Regions from separate parts of the Arachis hypogaea genome. Here region 2 is linked to region 1. The links are chromatin contacts, called in public Hi-C maps. All regions are on one chromosome and are shown on one strand. The core of a region is the stretch at or near the end of the contact, and the rest is flanking DNA. Distances in the headings are between cores, read along the strand shown.

The links. Hi-C and Micro-C count contacts between places; a contact is called where the count stands out from the background.
Region 2: a contact with region 1 is called in a Hi-C map of an unstated tissue, with 5 times the contacts expected there. The contact joins the promoter of LOC140184856 here to the promoter of LOC112803344 in region 1. A contact is called at or near these places in 3 of 8 Hi-C or Micro-C datasets (leaf and an unstated tissue).

The regions. Positions count from the first base shown.
Region 1 is chr5:27,045,165-27,050,122 of arahy.Tifrunner.gnm2.J5K5, reverse strand. LOC112803344 reads right to left here and starts at 2,297. Exons shown (of 4, transcript XM_025846841.1): 1 at 1,632-2,297; 2 at 1,260-1,507; 3 at 674-1,166; 4 at 481-588. The coding sequence starts at 2,297. The coding sequence ends at 481.
Region 2 is chr5:27,206,107-27,210,806 of arahy.Tifrunner.gnm2.J5K5, reverse strand. It overlaps LOC140184856, which reads right to left and starts at 2,067. Exons shown (of 4, transcript XM_072238045.1): 1 at 1,998-2,067. The coding sequence starts at 2,067.

The DNA.
Region 1 (4,958 bases), core at 1,048-3,547:
GTCTAGGACATTCAAAAAATCTATTGCAACTCTGTTGCTCACTAAGAAAGATTAATCATAAGCCATGTTGTCTAGTTATCAAAAAACCAAAAAAAAAAGTGTCACAAACATTGTGTCAATTCAAGTAACAATACATTAATTACAGCACAAAAGACAAATGCTCAGAACAGTCTAAAGTTTTCTCCAAAGTCTTGGTGGAAGTTTAGCCATGAGCCTCAACTTTCTAGGAGAAACATGAAGTGGAATTCTGTGACTAAAAGAGACAGGTCTGGCTGGTTGGCTGAAGCTGGTTGCACCCTTCTCCTTTGGTGCTGGTGGTTGTTGTGTAAGGCTTCTAGTGGACTTTCTGTTGGGCCTAGTTGAGAATGATGTGGGCTTGGACTTGGAATTGGTTGAGTTAGGCTGAGAAGAGGTGGTGGCTGGTTAGGGCTAAGATGATGCTCTAGACCTGGTGGACCTCCTCAAACCCCCACTTGCAGATTACTTCTCAGGCTGGAATAAAGCCTTAGAACTGGTTTTGGGTCTGATAGATAAAGGCTTCCTTCCTCCTCTGGTCTTCTTGCTAGCAGCTTGCCTTGGTTGTTGGGCCTGGAAAACATTAAAGAATGCACTTGATGAAAAAATAAAACTATAACCCTAATAGTAATGCATTTGATGATATACATACACTTACATCCAGGGATGGCTTCTTGCATCCTCCCCTCTTGTGTCCAGATTCACCACAGTTTGAGCATCTCTGAATTTGTCCCCTCCTAGACAAGTGGGACTGGCTGCTGTCCGGAGGCTCATCAGGTCCTCTCTTTCTTTTCTTGACTGGTCTGTGGCTAGGCTTTCGATAAGGAGGAGGCATGACATCATCAAAGTTGGTTTTCTCCCACAAGTCTGGGCCATTCAGAGGATTGATGACTGAATCATAGCACTTGACATATGCAGGCTTCTTGTAGCAGTCATCAACAAATCCATCTATGTCAAGGCCCTTATAGTTGATGCAGCTAATGGCATGGGTGCAGGGAATACCACTAAGCTGCCACTTGCTACAGGAGCACTCATGAGCAGAAAGATCAACAGCAAATTTAGACAAACCATTAATAAACTCGTATGTTTGTGCAGCAGACCAGTAAGGCCTCCACTCACCAGCTGATCTGTCTCTCCTCTCTAGTTTCATCCTAATGCGAGGTAATACTGTACCATTAAAGTTTTCAATTCTTTCCCTATTAAGAGCCTACCTACTCATCAAATAAACCCTTATGTCCTCTAACATTGTCACTATAGGTTTCTTCCTAGAGTCTACTATAGCATTTAGATGTCTGTGCGCCATCACATTGATTTGCCTTATGATTTGCATCTCCTTCTCCCACTCCTTCCAGTGTGTAGCCTTTGCACACCTCCACATCAGCTGCTTCAAGTGTAACCCAGGAAATTTCTTCCTAAAGTTGCTGTAAAGATGGCAGACACAGAACCTATGGTCCACTCTTGAAATGACTTCATCGAAAGCAGGCAAGAGACCCTAATAGAGCAGGTAGAATTGTGTTACATAACAATAATTACTTCAATAAAGGACAAAAGCATCAACATCCATGAATTTAAGTTTATCAAATGTAAGATTTTAATTGCTACCCTAAACTATTTACCTTCTGCTGATCAGACATGAAGGTTGATTTTCCTATGACCTCAGCTCCGAAATCGTTAATCAGCAGCCGGAAAAACCACTTCCAGGTGTCTTTGGTCTCTGCCTCCACAATGGTGTAGGCGATTAGAAGCATCTGATCATTGGGATCCCACCCTATAGCTGTCAACAACTGCCCCTCTTGAGGTGTCTTTAGAAAACACCAATCCAATCCAATGAACTTTCTACACTGCAGGAAGCTCTTCTTGCAAGCAGCTAGACACACATATACCCTTTGAAATATGCAATAGTTGTTTAACCACTGATGCTGGTCCTCAACCTCGAAATCAGGGGACCTTTGTACCTTGAGCGTGACTGAGGACCCTGGATTAGCACGTAACAGCTCTGAGCAGTAGTCAGCAATCCTTTTGTACTGCTTCCGGTAAGCTCCCTGAATCTCATCCAATGTAGCTTGTCTAGACCTAGCTGCCATTGATGTTGTCACTGTCAAATTCCATTTCCTTCGTGCCTTGTTGACCAGGTCCTTTATCTTCACTTTTGGGTTACCTTCCACTTTCTTTCTAAATACTTTACTCAGCCAACCAGTATGCAGTATCCCTACGCTATGTGACTGGCCACAAGTATGCTTAAGGTTCATTGACCTAAGCTGCCAAGTCTCCTCTTCACTCATTTTTGCAGCGTATAACCAAAACGGACAACCCTCTTGACAAAGAGCCCTCACCCTAACCAAGTCAAGTTTCGCATACCTCAGTCCCCTTCTTGTTTGCACTGCATAAGCTGTAACAGTGTCCTTGAATTCCTCCCTTGAAGCAAACACAGTGCCAACCTCTCATTTGTACCTTGTCATATCTTTCACATTTTTATGGATCGGATATCTAATTGCTTCATTCTCATCATCATCCTCGTTGTCCTCTTTCTCTGAACCACCACCCACTTCATAATCCACATAAACTTCATCACTGAAATCACCTCCTGCAACCCCTTTTCCTTTTTCAACCCGATCACCATCCGTCCCACCTCTTACTTCATCAAATCCGCTCTTATCATCGTACTCCTCTTCACTATCAGTAAATATTACATCATCTGCACTGTCAACCTCACCATCAGATGGAATGAAATTCTCATCATCACTATCCTCATCACTATTCCATTTATCCACATCATCCGGGTTCAATTTATCTCCATTTTTAACCGTCTCTGCATTGGCCCTTTCTACCTCCTGACCCCCATCACCCTGATAAATGACCAACTGATTCTGATTATGTACCTCTTCATCATTGGCCCTCTCCACCTCCTGAACATGTTCACCTGGGCCTCCAACATTAAAAAACCCTACTTCAGGAAACTCTTCATCAACCTCAACCTTATGGACCACGTACAGATCGACATGACCCCTCTTCCCCGCTATTTTACACATCTCAATGGCATCTCTGTCTCCCTCAAATAACTTCAAATCGTTCTTTAACCATTCAGAACTTAGGTCCTTATACCAAAAAGCTGAAATCTTTTCCTTTGTGTACCCAAACTGTCCCACCTCAGCATATGCCTCAAAAAGAGACCAGCAATCCATATCAACATCTTCGATCACAGTCCTTTCTCCCCCTATATACTCCAATGTACCATTGTCATACACAAATCTACCACCATGGTAAACAGTCAGGTTAAAAGTTTTCATTACCTAAAACCTACAAACGAAAATCACACCCAACTCCCATTTGTTAGCCACCAAATATCCTTCACACAGTATTAAGTTCAAGCTCCAAAAAATAAAAACAAATACTGTACACGTACCTGATTCGAGATGAATGCCACGACAACGAGCTCCTCTTCCACTCTTTCCTACGCAATACAAACGCAGTGACGCTACTCCTCAGGCCAGCACTCACTCTGTTAGGGCATCATTGAAGGTGAAGGATCAGTGTTCCTTTGTGTAACGTTACTCAGATAATGAATCGGTTTCGCGGGAATAAAACACCAAGCATCAAAGGGCTCAGGGGCAAACTTGGAATTAAAAGTTTTTAAACGCACTTGAGGACAATTTTAAAGTGAATCTGAATGTTCAGGACGATTTTAATAACAAAAAAAGGTCGGAGACGAATTTGATTTTCGCCCCTTACCTTAGGGACAATTTCAGTACTTAACCCTAATTATAATATGGATGGCAGTGTAATATCATAATCTAAAAGAAAGCATTTTCTTTTTTTTTTGGCCTAATTGGGCCAAGTTTAGATGCAGAAATGGGGATCATTATCAGCCAGTTGCCATATAAAGACATTCCACTATGTGCAAACATCTAATGTTCACCAACTACTCTTGTTTGTTAATGGATATTTCTTTGTACTAAAAAAAATGAAAGCTAAATATTTTTAATTTTGCTAGATAATTAACTAGGATATTAACCAACTACAATGTGGATCAGAATAAAAATTCTAATAACACAAAAAATTTCCACAACCTTACCTAAATCTAACTCTATTTCTACGTCGTTCACTCTTTCTCTTCTACTTTCCTTCACGTCATTCACCATCTCCTTCCTCTTCCACTCCAGTCATGTTGTTACGCTACCCCCAACCAGTGTCGATCACTCTCCCCAACAAAGAGTCGCGTCTCGTCCTGCCGAAGACGAGGACCCCAACCCCCACGATTAGAGCTTTAGAGTACCGTCACTGCATAGCCTGACCCCGCCCTCGAACTAGTGTCGAACATTCTCCTGCCGCTGCAAGGAGCAGTGTCCCTACCCCGACCAAACACGCGTCCACAACTCCTACAAAAGGGTCTCCAAAGCGCCGCCACCAAATTGCCTCCACCCATGTCCTCATTCCGCCTTCAGTCGGCCCCCACCCATGCAACTCATTTGCCCATGAAAGGTACACAAAATATTCCTTGTCGTCGATTACAACAATAAGGTAACATCACTTGTGTCTATTTCAGATGATTTTTTTCGTTATCAATTTTTTTGGGAGGTATTCAGACGTTTTTTTGGGTTGAGATGAAACTAGATGTTTCTTTGTAGCTCATTTATGTGTTTCTTTTGTACTTTAGTAGATAGTTTTTGTGCTCATATGGATGTTTCTTTTTCGTATTGAGAGATGTTTTTTTAAGTCTGATGGTTAGCTACAATCAACATCGAGTGTCCAATGGCACGACGTAAGGTGCAATATAGAGAGCAACGCGCATCGCTGTGATCAGGATTGGATGCGAAACTGAACGGTGATGCAACGGCCCGATAAGAGGTGCTGCACAGAGAGCCGTCTGTGTCGGAGCGAACACGATTGGATACGAAAGGAAATGACATGGCAAAGGGAGCAATTGCTGGAGGACGCAACAGCGG
Region 2 (4,700 bases), core at 818-3,317, 160 kb before region 1:
GTAAAGTCATTTTAGATCCTGAAAACAATGTAGATGTTCTTTTTTATTTTATAATTCAGAAGATAAAATTAAGCAATCACATCTTACGACCTTCTTCTTTTTCAACTTAGTGGGCTTCTGAAGTGAGTGTGTTCCTATTTTAAAATCTTTGTGGTTACAAACCACACTGGGTGAGCATCTTTTAGCTAAAACTTTGAATATTCAATATCTTATTATTGACTGTTATAGCCCTTATAATTTAATACTTGGTCATCATTTCTTAAATCAATTTGGTGTCATAATTTTTACAATTCCTTAGTGTTAAGTTTCATGTGCAAAATGATGTTATTGCTTCTATTCAAAGTGATCACCATGAAGCTTGGCACTGCTACAATGCTAATTTTAGAACATATATTCAAGTCGAGCTATAGATTCACACATCAATGCAGTTCATAACTCGGTTGATCTTTCACAATTAGCCGAGTTAGATCCAAGGGCCGAATTGCAAGAAAATCAACTCCAATGGAAGAATTACAGAAATTATCCTTAACTAATTATCCAAATAAATTTACTTATGTAGGGGCAATTTTGTAGGAAAATGAGAAAGATAAGTTCGGACAGTTTTTTTAAAAAAATGTCAATTTGTTTGATTGGACTACTGTAAATATGCCTAGCATATATCCATATGTTATTTGTCATAAGTTGGCTTTGAATCCTTCCGTCAAACCTATAGCTCAGAAAATGCGTAATCTTGGTGCTGATAAATGACAAGCATCTTTAGAGGAAACCAAAAAATTTATTAATGCCTACTTTATACGCGAGATCAAATTTACTACTTGGTTAGATAATGTAGTTATGGTAAAGAAACATAATGGTAAATAACGTGTGTGTTGATTTTATTGATTTAAACAAAGTTTGTCCTAAAAATACACACCCTTTACTCTCAATTGATGCTTTAGTTGATAATGCTTCTGGTTTATTAATATTTTTTAATATAATAATAACTGTTATTATTAATATATTATTAACAGACAATTATTTTTAAAAACTTTATTATTATTATTATTATTATTATTATTATTATTATCATCGTGAGTAATGTCGTCGTCGTTATTATTGTTGTTGTTGTTATTATACTGTTAATTATCAACTATGAATATTATTGTTATTATTATTATATTATTATTATATTGTTATTATTAAGAATTTATTATTATCATTATTATTGTGATAATTTTTAAGAAAAGTATTAATATTTATTAATGTTATTGTTAACATTAATTATAATTATGAAGTGATATTAATAATTATCATTTTTCTTTTTCATTTGGTAGAGAATTACATCGCTTCTTTTGGTCGGGATCCCGGTCCGCACGATCACGTCTTGGGTAAGGTAAATCTTGGGTAGGTCCGGCGGTGTAGAGACACCGAACGGTGTGACACGCAGGAGTCCATTGAGCGGTACATTCAGGCTCACATTTTCTGGATGTTCAGAACGGTTGTGTTTATGGATAAGTCTACCACTTCATTAAACTCAAAGTTTCTACCTCTACTTCGAGATTTTCACTGAATTATACTATACAGTTGGAGGGCAGCCAATCTGGCACATCTATACAGATTGTTGTGTCATGCATCACGATACAACTGTAAAGAGATGGATGGGTCACTCATACTACTTTTTGTTTGGGCATGGGACCGTATGCTGTTCCTGGCACTTATTCCTCACGATCTACCCGTCGATGTTGGTGTTCCACTTGCGCGACGATATTATTTTTTACTGTTATTATTATTATTATTATTATTATTATTATTATTATTATTATTATTATTATTATTATTATTATTATTATTGTTGTTGTTGTTGTTGTTGTTATTGTTGTTGTTATTATTTTTGTTGTTATTGTTATTGTTGTTGTTGTTGTTGTTGTTGTTGTTGTTGTTGTTGTTGTTGTTGTTGTTGTTGCAATAATTCTAATCTAGTTTAGGTGGAGTCATTGGCGCCGGTATACAATATATACACGGAAGTCTACGGCGCATTTTAGGCAAGGACTCGATGACATGGGAGTCAACGATGTAAGTTTTAACCATTTATGTTAGACTTCTTATTTAGAATAATAATTTTACTAATCGGTCTCGTGGTTACTAATGTGTAGTTTATATGGCGGCCGTATATGGGAGTAAGGGTTCTGGACTACCTCGCAGTAAATTTGTTTATGTGCTCCACAAAGTCGCCATTAGTATCATTTGAGGGTATAGAGTGGCACCCGGCAGACCGAGTTAGACAACAGTTTGAGCTGCAACAACTTCCACCAGACCTGGCATTCAAGATTGGTCGTGATCATTGGAAGTGGTTGACAGGTCTACAGAACCATGACTGGAGAGATAGGAATAGTTAATGGGTTAACTTGTGGATATCTAGCCGCTATAACACACTGCAGCTAGGGGACGAGATTGTCGACTTTCATCCTCTCTCGGTGTACTACGAGTGGTACACACAACAGTACGGGCATAACCTACAACAGTCAAATAGAGTTGCAGGTGAAGAGGTCGACGCGAATGAATCACAGGAATAATAGGAAGAACCAGTTGGCCCTCAGCAGCAAGTTCTCCCTCATGAGCAGCAGTTTTAGATGTCAGGTCATGAGTACTAGTATCAGGCACCGGGCTATGACCAAGGGTTTTAGGTATCATTAAGGTTTATTATCATTAATGTTACCGTTATTAATAATTATTGATCCTGTTATTAATTATTATTATTCAGGTTGATTAATTATTATTAACTATTACTAATTATTATCTAAGTTCTGGCATATGAGCACTACTTTCAGGCCCCGGCATATGCCCAGCAATTTCAGGCACAGGCCTACGGCCAACAACAATTTCCGATATATGAGCAACAACAGCAGTGTTCGGCATATGAGCAGTAACAACTGTACATACTAGAACCACAACCACATTAGGTAGCAGAACCTTACATACCACAAATGGTAATTCTAGTCGATGGTCAATTCAGTCAGTTGGCTGGAATTGATTCCATCAGCTTCTCTCAAGTCCTAAGAGACACAGATTATCTATTTTTGATGCCAGAGAAGCAAGGGCCTGGTGCATCTGAGAAGTCTGTTGGTCGTCGCGCCACATCAGGTCATGCTAGTGACTTCTCGATGAATCGATCACCGGATCATGTAGATCCTTACTGTCCTTTCGCACCACCACGTACCGAGTTGTTCGATTTGAATGAATACCCGCAAGAGGAAGAGGGATTTTTGAGACACGACCTTTAGCACGAGTATGATTATGGTGGAGCGAGTGTGGTGCACGAAATTCTAATCCCAATCTCAAAATCTTAAAGTGATTTCGTACCACTAACCAGCAAGTGTACTGGGTCGTCCAAGTAATAAACCTTAGTGAGTAAGGGTCGATCCCACAGAGATTGTTGGTATGAAGCAAGCTATGGTCATCTTGTAAATCTCAGTCAGGCGGCTAATAATTGATTATGGATTTTCGAATATTAATAAATAATAAACATAAAATAAAGATAATTAAAATAGGATTGAAATACTTATGTAAATTAATGGTGAGAATTTCAGATAGGCGTATGGAGATACTGTGCCCTTTCTTTTTCTACTTTCCTACTTCTTCCTTCCAATTCTATCATTCCTTCCTATGACAAGCTGTATGTAGGCATCGCCGTTGTCAATGGCTACATCCCATCTTCTCAGTGAAAAAGGTCCAAATGCTCTGTCACAGCACGGCTAATCATCTGTCGGTTTTCAATCAGGTTGGAGTAGAATCCCTTGATTCTTTTGCGTCTGTCACTAACGCCCAGCCTTCAGGAGTTTGAAGCTCGTCACAGTCATTCAATCCCAGAATCCTACTCGGAATACCACAGACAAGGTTTAGACTTTTCGGATTCTCATGAATGCCGCCATCGATCTAGCTTATACCACGAAGATTCTGTTTAAGGAATCTAAGAGATACACGCCCGGCCTAAGGTAGAACGGAAGTGGTTGTCAATCACACGAGTTCATAGGTGAGAATGATGATGAGTGTCATGGATCATCACATTCATCAAGTTGAAGTGCAACGAATATCTTAGAATAGGAATAAAGAGAATTGAATAGGAAATAGTAGTAATTGCATTAAAACTTGAGGTACAGCAGAGCTCCACACTCTTAATCTATGGTGTGTAGAAACTCCACCGTTGAAAATACATAATTGAAAGGTTCAGGTATGGCCGAATGGCCAACCCCCCAAAACGTGATCAATAGTCTCCTCAGATGAAGAATAAAATAAAACTGAGACCAAAGATGTCTAATACAATAGTAAATTATCCTATTTATACTAGACTAGCTACTAGGGTTTACATGAGTAAGTAATTGATGCATAAATCCACTTCCGGGGCCCACTTGGTGTGTGTTTGAGCTGAGCTCGATCTATCCACGAGTTGAAGCTTCTTTTGGAGTTGAACGCCAAGTTGTAACATGTTTTGGGCGTTCAACTCCGGGTCGTGACGTGTTTCTGGCGTTTTACTCCAGACAGCAGCATAGAACTGGCGTTGAGCACCAGTTTACGTCGTCAATTCCCGAATAAAGTATGGACTATTATATATTGATGGAAAGCTATGGATGTCTACTTTCCAACGCCATTGAGAGCGCGCCATTTGGAGTTCTGTAGCTCCAGAAAATCTATTTTGAGTGCAGGGAGGTCAGATTCCAACAGCA